2 separate regions of the Rattus norvegicus genome follow, and region 1 is linked to region 2. A link is a contact called in public Hi-C data. All regions are on one chromosome and are shown on one strand. The core of a region is the stretch at or near the end of the contact, and the rest is flanking DNA. Distances in the headings are between cores, read along the strand shown. Region 1 holds the start of Rprd2 (regulation of nuclear pre-mRNA domain containing 2). Region 2 holds the start of Gabpb2 (GA binding protein transcription factor subunit beta 2).

Evidence for each region. A called contact is a pair of places that touch in the nucleus more often than the background predicts.
Region 1: a contact with region 2 is called in a Hi-C map of liver, with 2.6 times the contacts expected there. The contact joins the promoter of Rprd2 here to the promoter of Gabpb2 in region 2. A contact is called at or near these places in 1 of 12 Hi-C or Micro-C datasets (liver) and 1 of 1 datasets of contacts at active chromatin or transcription factors (oligodendrocytes).

What each region holds. Positions count from the first base shown.
Region 1 is chr2:186,055,547-186,060,989 of GRCr8, reverse strand. Rprd2 (regulation of nuclear pre-mRNA domain containing 2) reads left to right here and starts at 4,047. Exons shown (of 11, transcript NM_001427343.1): 1 at 4,047-4,854. The coding sequence starts at 4,650.
Region 2 is chr2:185,482,597-185,487,715 of GRCr8, reverse strand. Gabpb2 (GA binding protein transcription factor subunit beta 2) reads left to right here and starts at 3,516. Exons shown (of 8, transcript XM_227439.9): 1 at 3,516-4,293. It overlaps Mllt11 (MLLT11, transcription factor 7 cofactor), which reads left to right. Exons shown (of 2, transcript NM_001013912.1): 2 at 1,591-2,925. The coding sequence starts at 1,597. The coding sequence ends at 1,869.

The sequences.
Region 1 (5,443 bases), core at 2,798-5,297, 570 kb before region 2:
AACTGCTGAATGTCAAATAAAGTTACAGAATTGAAAATTAAATAAAAAAAAAAAGAATGCTGGTTGCTGGGGTTGGGGATTTAGCTCAGCGGTAGAGCACTTGCCTAGCAAGCGCAAGGCCCTGGGTTCGGTCCCCAGCTCCGAAAAAAAGAAAAAAGAAAAAAGAAAAAAAAAAAGAATGCTGGTTGCTGGACTGGAGAGATGGCTCAGCAGTTAGGAGCACTGACTGCTCTTCTAGAGGTCTTGAGTTCAATTCCCAGCAACCACATGGTGGCTCACAACCATCTGTAATGAGATTTGATGCCCTCTTCTGGTGTGCCTGAAGACAGCTATAGTACTCATATAAATAAAACAAGTAAATCTTTAAAAAAAAAAAAAAAGTGCTGGCTGCCCTTCCTGACACTAGCGTATACACCAGGCAACTCACAACCTCCAGGGAATCTGTTTCCTCCTCCTCCTCTTCTTCCTCCTCCTCTTCCTCCACAACTTTAAAATTTTCTTTTTAAATAGGTTTATATGCATGTCATCAAGCCTTCACCTCTGTTAAGCACTTCTCTAAGCACTCGACATGCTTCTAATTATTAGGACAAATTGGAGGAGTTTTGAAAAGATCCCTGAAGGTTGGAGAGATGGCTCAGTGGTTAAGAGCACTAGCTGCTCTTCCAGAGGTCCTGAGTTCAAATCCTAGCAACCACATGGTGACTCATGAACATCTATCTATAAAGTAATCTGATGCCTACTTCTAGTGTGTCACTCCTACATTAAAAAAAAAAAAAAACAAACCCAAAAACCTGAAATTGCAGCTGCCTGTGAAAACACTGTTTCAGTAGTATGATTTTATTTTCTGCTTTTTTGAGATAAGGTTTCTCGGTGTTAACAACAGCTGTTTTGGAACTCACTATGTAGACTAGGCTGGGCTCAAACTCACAAAGATCTGCCTGCCTCTGCCTTCTGAGTACTGGAATTAAAGGCATATACCACCATGTCTGGCCAAGCAGTCTTCTAATTAAATATCCTGTGTTAGAGCATGTGTAACAAAGCTGTGAATATAACGTGATCTATGGATGGCGCAGTGTGCAGAATGTTCTTCCCACGAGGTGACCTTCTAGAAAGAATTGCATACGCTATGATAAGTGAACGCACTTGAAAGTCAGGACATGAAGGGGATGCCCTGGCACGTCCACATTATCTCCCTGGGAAAGGCAAAAGCCTGGGAGGAATATTCTTGGCTCTTTTCACAGGATGGTAAGACATAACACCAGGTGTATTCCCTTGCTGTCCTTGTATTCATGTAGGCTAACTGTAAACATCACCTCATGCTGCTTTTATAGTAAAAAACGGGAAGTGCTTCGTTTACACTACTCTTGCGCTACACAGCCTTGCTCTGAAACCATTACACTAACACAAAAATGGAATGTTTAAGACCATAAATGGCCGTGGCGAAGCATTCAGGAGGCAGAGGTTAGTGTATCTCTTTGAAGCAAGCCAGGTGGAACTACAAAAAAAAAAAAAAGCAAATGACAAAAAAGACAAACCAGGTGTGGAAGTTAGCATCTGCAAACCCAGATCCCAGCTAGTGTTGGGTAGAGATAGGAGGATTGCTGGAGCTTGCTGGCCACAGACAAAACAGTAAGGAATAAAACAGACAGAGCAAGACCTGAGAAGTCCTCTTCTTCAGCCAGAAGTAATGAACAGACAGACAGACACACATACTCCAGCAATGCTCCTGATTAAAAGGGTTTGCTTACTATGTCATTTAAAGATGGTTAGAATTTACAGGCTAGTGCTCAACCACATAAAAATGGAATCACATGTTAAAGGCTCATGTGACCAAGTGAAACTTGTTTATTTTGATCTCCCAAGAAACCAGGAAAGAGGTAATAGTCATCTCGGAGCAGGCCAGTTTCAGCTGGCATGATAAGGAAGTCCTGCTTTTAACCTTTGGAACGAAAATAACTTGAAAACAATCTGCTTTTAGTTGTTTCTTCTTTCCTCAGCCCTTTTCTATCTGTAATGCCAAACTTCCGTAAAAGGAGAAGTTGCCTGATTCTAGGATCATTAAGGTCTTTATAACTCTTGTAAATTTTTTTTCTTTTTTTTCTTTTTTTCTTTTCTTTTTTTCGGAGCTGGGGACCGAACCCAGGGCCTTGCGCTTGCTAGGCAAGCGCTCTACCACTGAGCTAAATGCCCAACCCCAAATTTTTTCTTTTTAAGAAAGCCAAAGTTGATCTTCCAGTCCACTGTTTGACAAACCATTGTAGGCTCTCCTACAATATAGCCTCTAACTAAAGTACCTGTCTCGAACCCCTGGCAACAGGACTATTCACCTTTATTCCAAGGTTAGGAAAACACCTAAATCTGCATGGGTGCCCAGGCAGACTTCGAGGGGTTCCTGCTGTGAGACCCAAAGTCCTTGTGAGATTGTCAAAGAAAAAGAAGCACGCCAGCAGGGCCTATGGTGGCTCCATGTGTGCCCAGTGTGACCGTGACAGGATCAAGCTGGCTTTCCTTATTGAGGAGCAGAAAGTCATTGTGTAAGTGTTGAAGGCAAAAGCACAGAGTCAGAAAGCAAAATAAATATACAACTTTTTTAAGAAATAAAAATCAAAGCTTGGATGAAAGAAAGAGAGCCCAAAGTCAGGCGGGCATGGTGGCAGGCTTTTAATCTCAGCACTTAGGACCGAGGCAGGTAGACAGGATCTCGAGCTGGACACCAGACTCTACAGAGCAAGTTTCAAGACATCCAGGGCTACACAGAGAAACCTTACCTCAAAAGAAACAAAAAAGAAACAGTGGCTTTCAATTCCCTACACGTGCCCTCTTTGCTTCTGACCTCTTCTGCCTCTTGTCTTAGTGGCTTTCTCAGTATCTTCTAGTCACAGTGGCTTCCTTGTTCTTCCTCTAAAACGTTAACAGTCCTGGGTTAGGGAATCAGCACTTGTTCTTTTGCCAGCTCTTCTCCCCTACCCATTTGTGCTTGGTTGCTTTTTCCTCAAGTATCTCTTGTTAAAAACTGGTCACATCATTGTTATTCATATCCCCCGTCCTTCTCCCTTAGCTTATTTCGTACCTCTTTAGGACTCCTTACTCCTTGACACATACTTGTGGTTTGGTCCTGATGCCAAATCAAGTTGGAGGAATTTTTGTCTGCTTTGCCATCATTTCCCTAATCCTAAAACAGTTCTTGGCACAGAGAGGTTAATTCTAAATGATGAAACAGGGTTCTTGCCTCAAAAATCTCTCTTCTGTTGAGTTGGCCTAATTAAAATGAAATTGCTGGGTTCAGTAGGAATACACGAACATCCAAATTTCCCCAAAAGATTCACACAGGCAGATCAGATGTAATGGTTAAACTGAGGCTATCCTAATAAATCCAATACTCAAGACTCTTGTAAACTATAACGCATTACGAAATTGTGATGTTACAACTGTGCAAAGAAGCCACATCTTGTCAATTACTCTTTCCTCGCTTCTATAAGTTTTTAACTCTTAGAGAAAATTTCGTTTTTCTTATTCCCGCTTTCTAGAATGCAGACGGTCGGCTGGCTGTGAATGGTGTCATCGAAGTCGGATGTATAGCAGGAGTCTAGGAGTGCATAGAGAACGGCTACTGGATCTGACGCATGCGCACCTTCTACCATGCCGCAAGATGGGTGCCAGCCATTTTGTCGCGCGTAGGTCCCCGATTGCGGGTGGTAGGGAATGCAGCTGTCAGAAACAGTGGCCCCAGAAGGATGGGCATTTCTCTGCCTAGTGTGAGCTAAAGGCCCCAAGTGAGTAACCCCACCATGAAGCCAAAAGCAGTGCCGAGCACCGAACGCGGGCTATTAACGTCGTAGGTTCGCCAGCTCCTTCATCCTGCCTTCCCAGGTTTTCCTCCCAACCCGCTACGCGAACAACTAACGCGCAGGCGCACAAATAAACGTAGCGCCTCCTCCGCGTTTGGGGCCGGAGGACTCTTGCGCGCGCTTCTCCGACCCCTCCCTTGATTGGTCAGATTGCAGCGCCAACCCGCCTCTCCCAGCGCTCGGAAGCAGAGGGGCGGGGCTTCCGTGCGCGTGCGCATTGCTTTTTTGCTGGTCCATTGCTGCTATTGCGTTGCCAAAAAAAAAAAAAAAAAAAAAAAAATTCTGACTAGGTAGCTTTGGGCCTTTTCTGTGGTAGAGAATCTAAAGGAAAAGCTTTCTGCAACCGAAGGGACAGCCGGGTAGTATTACGGTATTACGTTTTCGGTACTAAGGCCTCCCTGGCTCACCGGAGTTTGGGCAACGGGATGAGGGAAGGGCCTTGAGAGTTGAGAGGACCGTAGAGGATAAAACCATTAGTTTTCGGCGCTGGGCATTTTGAAAGGCGTCGCAGGTCCTGTTTTCTACGTAGTTCTCTCCCGACTACTGGTTTAAACACCACCCCCGAACCATACTGACAAACCTTCGCAACTCGCAGCCCCTCCTTGCAGCGTGTGGGAGCCGCCAGCGTGCCCAGCAGCTACCCTTCCTACCTCCAGAAGAGCCTAGCGCGTGCACCATCCCCACCCCCTGGCCTCCCTCCCCTCCTGCTGCTTTCACGCACTCGCAGTGATTGTTTTGCCCGCTCCCGCCGCCGCCGCCGCCGCCGCCAGAGGACCAGCGGCGCTTGTGCAAACCGGGAAGATGGCGGCCGGCGGCGGCGGAGGCAGCAGTAAGGCCTCCTCCTCGTCGGCCTCGTCCGCAGGGGCCCTGGAGTCCTCGTTGGATCGAAAATTCCAGTCGGTGACCAACACCATGGAATCCATTCAAGGCTTGTCGTCCTGGTGTATAGAAAATAAGAAACACCACAGTACAATCGTCTACCATTGGATGAAGTGGCTCCGGAGATGTGAGTGTGGGGGCGATTGGGAAGGGGGAGGCTGGGGAAATGGAGGAAATGCGGCCCAAAACACTCTGGGGTTTGCCCACGGAGCCGCTGCATTCAGTTGGGGTTCACATTAAAGATCCGACACGAGTGTTCCCAAGCCCAGACTCCAACCTAGGCACGGTTGCTCTGATCTGCAGGGGGCTCATTGCTTGGAATTTTTCAGCTTCACATTTGGCGTGACCTTGGGCCGTTGGGCCTAGACCCATAGAGATTTACGTGTTTCCTTTCCGAGCCCTGTGAGGTGTGTTGTTGATTATCCTGAACCTTCACGGAAATTGTCGCGTCCGTTTATTTCTTACAGGCCTTGACGTGTTAATGATCTCTGGGTTTCCTGTTGGTTAGTCAAGCTATGGTTTAAGCTGTCCACTTCCCTGGAATATGTTGGACCATTCAGTGTTTTCCGCCGACGTGAAACTTGTGATATTATAGAAAGGGGCCTTCTTTTGATTACTGTGTGTGAAACTTGGCATGTGTTTTAAGGAGGATTTCCCTGGATGAATGTGAAGCAGTATGAGCTCTACAGAGCTGTGAGGCGACCACCTGTTTTCCT
Region 2 (5,119 bases), core at 2,267-4,766:
TCAGATCTCATTACAGATGGTTGTGAGCCACCATGTGGTTGCTGGGATTTGAACTCAGGACCCTGGAAGAGCAGTCAGAGCTCTTAACCACTGAGCCATCTCTCCAGCCCTCGTGTGTTTGTTTTTTGAGCAGAGTCTTTCTATATAGTTCTGGCTCTCTTGGAACTTTCTGTCCTTGAACTTAGAGAGACTGCCTCCTCAGTGCTGGGACTAAAGGTGTGCAACCAGCACCCAACCTAGCAGGTGGGTTTTTACCCATAAAGGAATTTTTGGTCTCTTAAAAGAGATACACAGGGGCTGGAGAGATGGCTCAGTGGTTAAGAGCTCTGACTGCTCTTCCAGGGTCCTGAGTTCAATTCCCAGCAACCACATGGTGGCTCACAACCATCTGTAATGAGATCTGATGCCCTCTTCTGGTGCGTCTGAAGACAGCTACAGTGTACTTATAATAAATAAATAAATAGAAGGGTTGGGGATTTGGCTCAGTGGTAGAGCGCTTGCCTAGGAAGTGCAAGGTCCTGGGTTCAATCCCCAGCCCCAGAAAAAAAAAATAAATCTATCTTTAAAAAAAAGAGAGAGGGCTGGAGAGATGGCTCAGTGGTTAAGAGCACTGACTGCTCTTCCAGAGGTCCTGAGTTCAAATCCCAGCAACCACATGGTGGCTCACAACCATCTGTAATGAGATCTGATGCCCTCTTCTGGTGTGAACAAAGACAGCTACAGTGTACTTATATACATAAAATGAATAAATAATTTAAAAAAAAAAAAGAGAGAGAGATACACACATAAAACAGGTATCCAGTCCATAGTGGTCTGTAACCAAAGCTCAATGGAATTAAGTAAAAATGCAGGGTGCTGGAGCCAGCTGGGTAGATGGAGCTCGGCTGTTCTGGGGGTAATGTCCTGGAAGAGGTAAGTTTTTAGTTAGGTTTAAAGGCAAGAAGGAAAAGAAAGACCAATACAGAAGCATCCTAACTTATTGAATTACTGTGAGGAGGCCAGATATCTAGGTCTGGCGATGTGTAGGGTATTTGACCAGCACATGCATTTCCTGCTTTTGATTCTCAGTACAATTATTAATTAAGCAGGCCTAGTGGAGCAGGCCTGTATTCCCAGTGACTCAGGAAGATTTCAAGTTCAAGGTTAGACTAGGCAACTGAGTTAAGATCCTGTCTCTATAAAGGTACAGAGTGGGCTCAGGATATGATGTTAAAACATTCACCTAGAACACACCAGCATCTGTCAAACCCTCAATACCACACATAAACAGAGTGGGGCCAGACTTTGGAAAACCTCAGAAATCAGACTCAAAGGGGATGCACGATACAGTTCCTACCTAGCATGCATAAGGCCTGAGGTGTATTACTGGGGGAAAAACTAGAGCCAAGAAGAACCTGGCACAATAGGTAGTATCTGGTCAGCCAGAGATGGGGAGAAAGTAGGAGCCTGGTGGTAATAGTAAGAGTTCTTGGTATTTGTCTTAGGAAGCTTGGCTGATTTACCAGAGTACATGGAAACGAACAACATAAGCAAGGGAAAGCCCTAGGTTGCTCTAGCATGAGGACTAACAAGTGATTTTCTCTTCCTCAGGGAATCATGCGGGACCCTGTGAGTAGCCAGTACAGCTCCTTTCTTTTCTGGAGGATGCCCATCCCAGAACTGGATCTGTCGGAGCTGGAAGGCCTGGGCCTGTCAGATTCACCTACCTACAAGAGCAAGGAGAGCAACAGCATTGGCAAAATGGGTGGGCAGGCAACCGGAGCTGAGCGGAAGAGCCCTGAAGGCGACCCCCTCCTTGAGTATAGCACCTTCAACTTCTGGAGAGCCCCTATTGCCAGCATCCGCTCGATCGACCTGGACTTGCTCTAAGTCGAGACCTCTCTCTCCCACCCGCCCCATACCCTCCTTGTCCTCCCCCTTAAGTCCCTTCCTCTCTCAGCCTTCCACTTTAATCTTGTTCTCTTCCCTCTATTGTGCGGTGGTGCTGATGAATCTGCCAATCGAATTGTATGTTTGTATGTATGTACTTATTTATCTATTTATTATTTATCTATCTATTTATTTATTTATTTATCTGCCAACTCCGTTTCTCTCAAAAGCCCTCTAGGCACAAAGTCAAGGGTTTAATCAATGGAGTACAAGATCATAGGACACCCCCCCCCCCAGCCCTGAGAATACTAACTAATCCCAGAAAAATCACCCTTCTTCAAGGCTTCAGAGAGAAGTATAGTTGTGCAAAATGGGAGACCAGTTTTTTTTCTTGTTTTGTTGTTGTTACATTTTAATCTGCTTCAAAGATTACTTGAACCTCCCTAATTTTCAGCACCAGGTCAGTAATACTGCTTTGAGAAGTAGTGAGAACCTGAAGTCTTGAGACAAAACAGGATTTCTAAAAGGCTAAGTTCTGCTGCTGCTTGCAGTGCATTCTCTTCCCCGGGATCGTGGCGGTAGTTACCGGTGAACACAAGAGACCGGACATGAGGAACGCATCCTATCGGTTCAGAGATCGTTCCTTTAACTCCAGCTCACAGCTCTGCTTCCTGCTGCGGGTTGGAAATGTTGGGAAAATCAGATTTGAGTCTTCATGGGGAATCTTTACTATTAGAATACTTACTTCCTAAAAGGCAAAAGATGTATCTGATCAAAAGGAAAGCCAGAGTAGCAGTAGAAGAATTTATATAAAATTGCGATTTAGTCGTGGAGCAGGCGCAGTTTTTTGGTCCTTGGTATTGTAGCTTTGCCTTCATGGAGGTGCAGTATGTGATAGGAATCAGTGGTTCCTGGACCCAGTTCTTCAGCTACCATAAGACCGTGAAATAAGCAGTTACATTCAGACCCTACCCCTGTCCCCATTCCTTCCAAAGCTATTGCGGCTGAATCGTGGAGCCATTTATTCATTTATGTAATAAAGACGTTAAATCCTAAGTCTGGGCTTAGTTTTCTCAATTCCAGTGAAATACTACAGATCCCAGAAATTACTTGTGCTTCCACATCTGGTTTTCCCTTTTCATCTAATATTTGGCTTTGAAGAATAATTTGGGATTTGGACATAGCTTGGTGGTAGAAGTGCTTGCCAAGCATCTACAAGACCCTGCTAGAGTTCCTCTGTAAGCAGCCAGTGCTCCTGAGTGACAAGCCATGCCCCCAAGCCCATTGTTAATCTTTAAACTTGTTTGTGTGGCTTTGTATGGAGACCAGGCTGGCCTTGAACTCAGAAATCCACCTGGTTCTGCTGGGGTGTGCCACCACGCCCAGCTTGTTTAAATTTTGGGCCTAGCAATTTGGCATTGAATTAGGGGAATCTCTGCCTCCTGCTGCAATTAAAGGTATGTTTGTTACTGATTTAATTTTTAAATTTTTACTTTATGTGCATTGCTGTTTTGTCTGAATGTAATGCTTGTGGGAGGGTGTCAGATTTTGGAGTTACACAGTTGTAAAGCTGTTCTGTGGGTGCTGGGAATTGAATCTGGGTCTCCTGGAGTAGTCAGTGCTCTTAAACCCTGAACTATCTTTCCAGTGCCGTTTCTCCCTGGTTTCTCTCAGTTCTTTCACTGGTTAAAATGGTGACGAGAAACCAAGATATACTGGTAAATTTAGTGGCTAAAAAGACTTGCAATTTTGTTCTATCCTCTTCTAGTCTCTCCAAAAGTTTTGGGTTTTTCTCTCTCTCCTGATAAATATTTAGGACACCAGGAAAGTGTCGGGTCAGACAGGAGTGTATAACCAGGAATGTCTCAAACAGCTTCATCGAGGCGGAAGCAAGATTCTCCCCCAACCCTAAAGTTAGCCCTGCGGAGAACAAGTGAGATGGTAGAGTGAGCGGCACCAGTAACCTAGTTTCCCCACAGCACGTGTTGGCGCCAAAACTACCATCTCGGCCCGTCCCCTGCCGGAACTATGTCTCACGTAAGCCACGTAATCATTGATCCTGCGCCTCGCTAAGTAGTCCCGTTCAGGATGCCCTCGGTATACGCTTTTCCAGCTCAAGAGGTTTTCAGTAAGAAGAAATCAGACTCAGAGGTGCGTTTGCGGTTCTGAGAGCAGGGCTAATTGGCTTTGCTAAGTCATTTCCTTCAGATTCCTCCGCCAGGACGCATAGTCACAGCGCCTTCACTTCCGGGTCCGCCATTTTATTGCCTCCATTTCTCCGCGAGGGGGGGTAAGGGCCCCCCAAATATGCATATGTGAAAAGGCCAAAAAGTGAAGCCACTGGCAAGGAATCTTAACTAGAGAAAGAAACGGGACCAAACTGGCGGGCCCAGTGAGAGCGAAGCCGGCAGCGCTCCGGACTAGGTGAGGGGGAAGGACACGCGGGGTTCCGGAGCGTCCGAACTGCGATGGAAGGTGCCGTGACAAGTGGCCGGTCCGGCCCGGCCCTGTGGGCGCCGGCCTGGAGACTGCCGGAGCGGGGGCGGCGGCGGGGGGGGGAGAAGGACCAAGAGGAAGGGGATGCTGTCGGGAGGAAGGGGAGGGGACTGGGAGGTGAAGAGGGTGGGTGGAAGACCTGGGGCTGGGGAGCTGGACTCCGGGAAGCCAAGGCCACCTGGGGTGACCACTAGAGGGCAGTGTGCAGCAGGAGTCCAGGCTGCCGCTAGACTCAGACTGGGACTCCCTCCTCTTGCAAGTTGGTTGGTTGCCCCTTGGTTTGGCAGGGTGCTGATGTGAAAAACTGAGGGATATATGACTGAGGAGGAAGTGGAAACTCTATACGTTTCTAAGTCCAGTAATAACGTGAAGCTTTAGTAAGTTCATAAACTGAACAAGAGCAGTTACGGCCTTATCTCCAGTTCTTAACCCAGATGCTTGTACAGCTGGCCTCCCAGTGGGACTGCGTGGGGGAAAGAAAAAGGAAAGGAAAGGAAAAAAAGCATAGACTGCAAACTCTTTAATTGCCCGTCCTTTCCCATTGGTGTGCACCTGTTGTCACAGAGTTCCTCCAGGCATAATTCTGTTCGTCGCCCTCTTCTTATAAAGGCTTTTCTCTAGTTTCCATCCCAATATTTGAGTCTTACTTTGTAGTTCAGGTTGGCTGCCTTGCAGCTATCCACTAACCTTAGTCACTGGAGTGTTGGGATTACTGAGGTGAGCCATGTTTTTATACATGCTTTGAAAAGAGCAA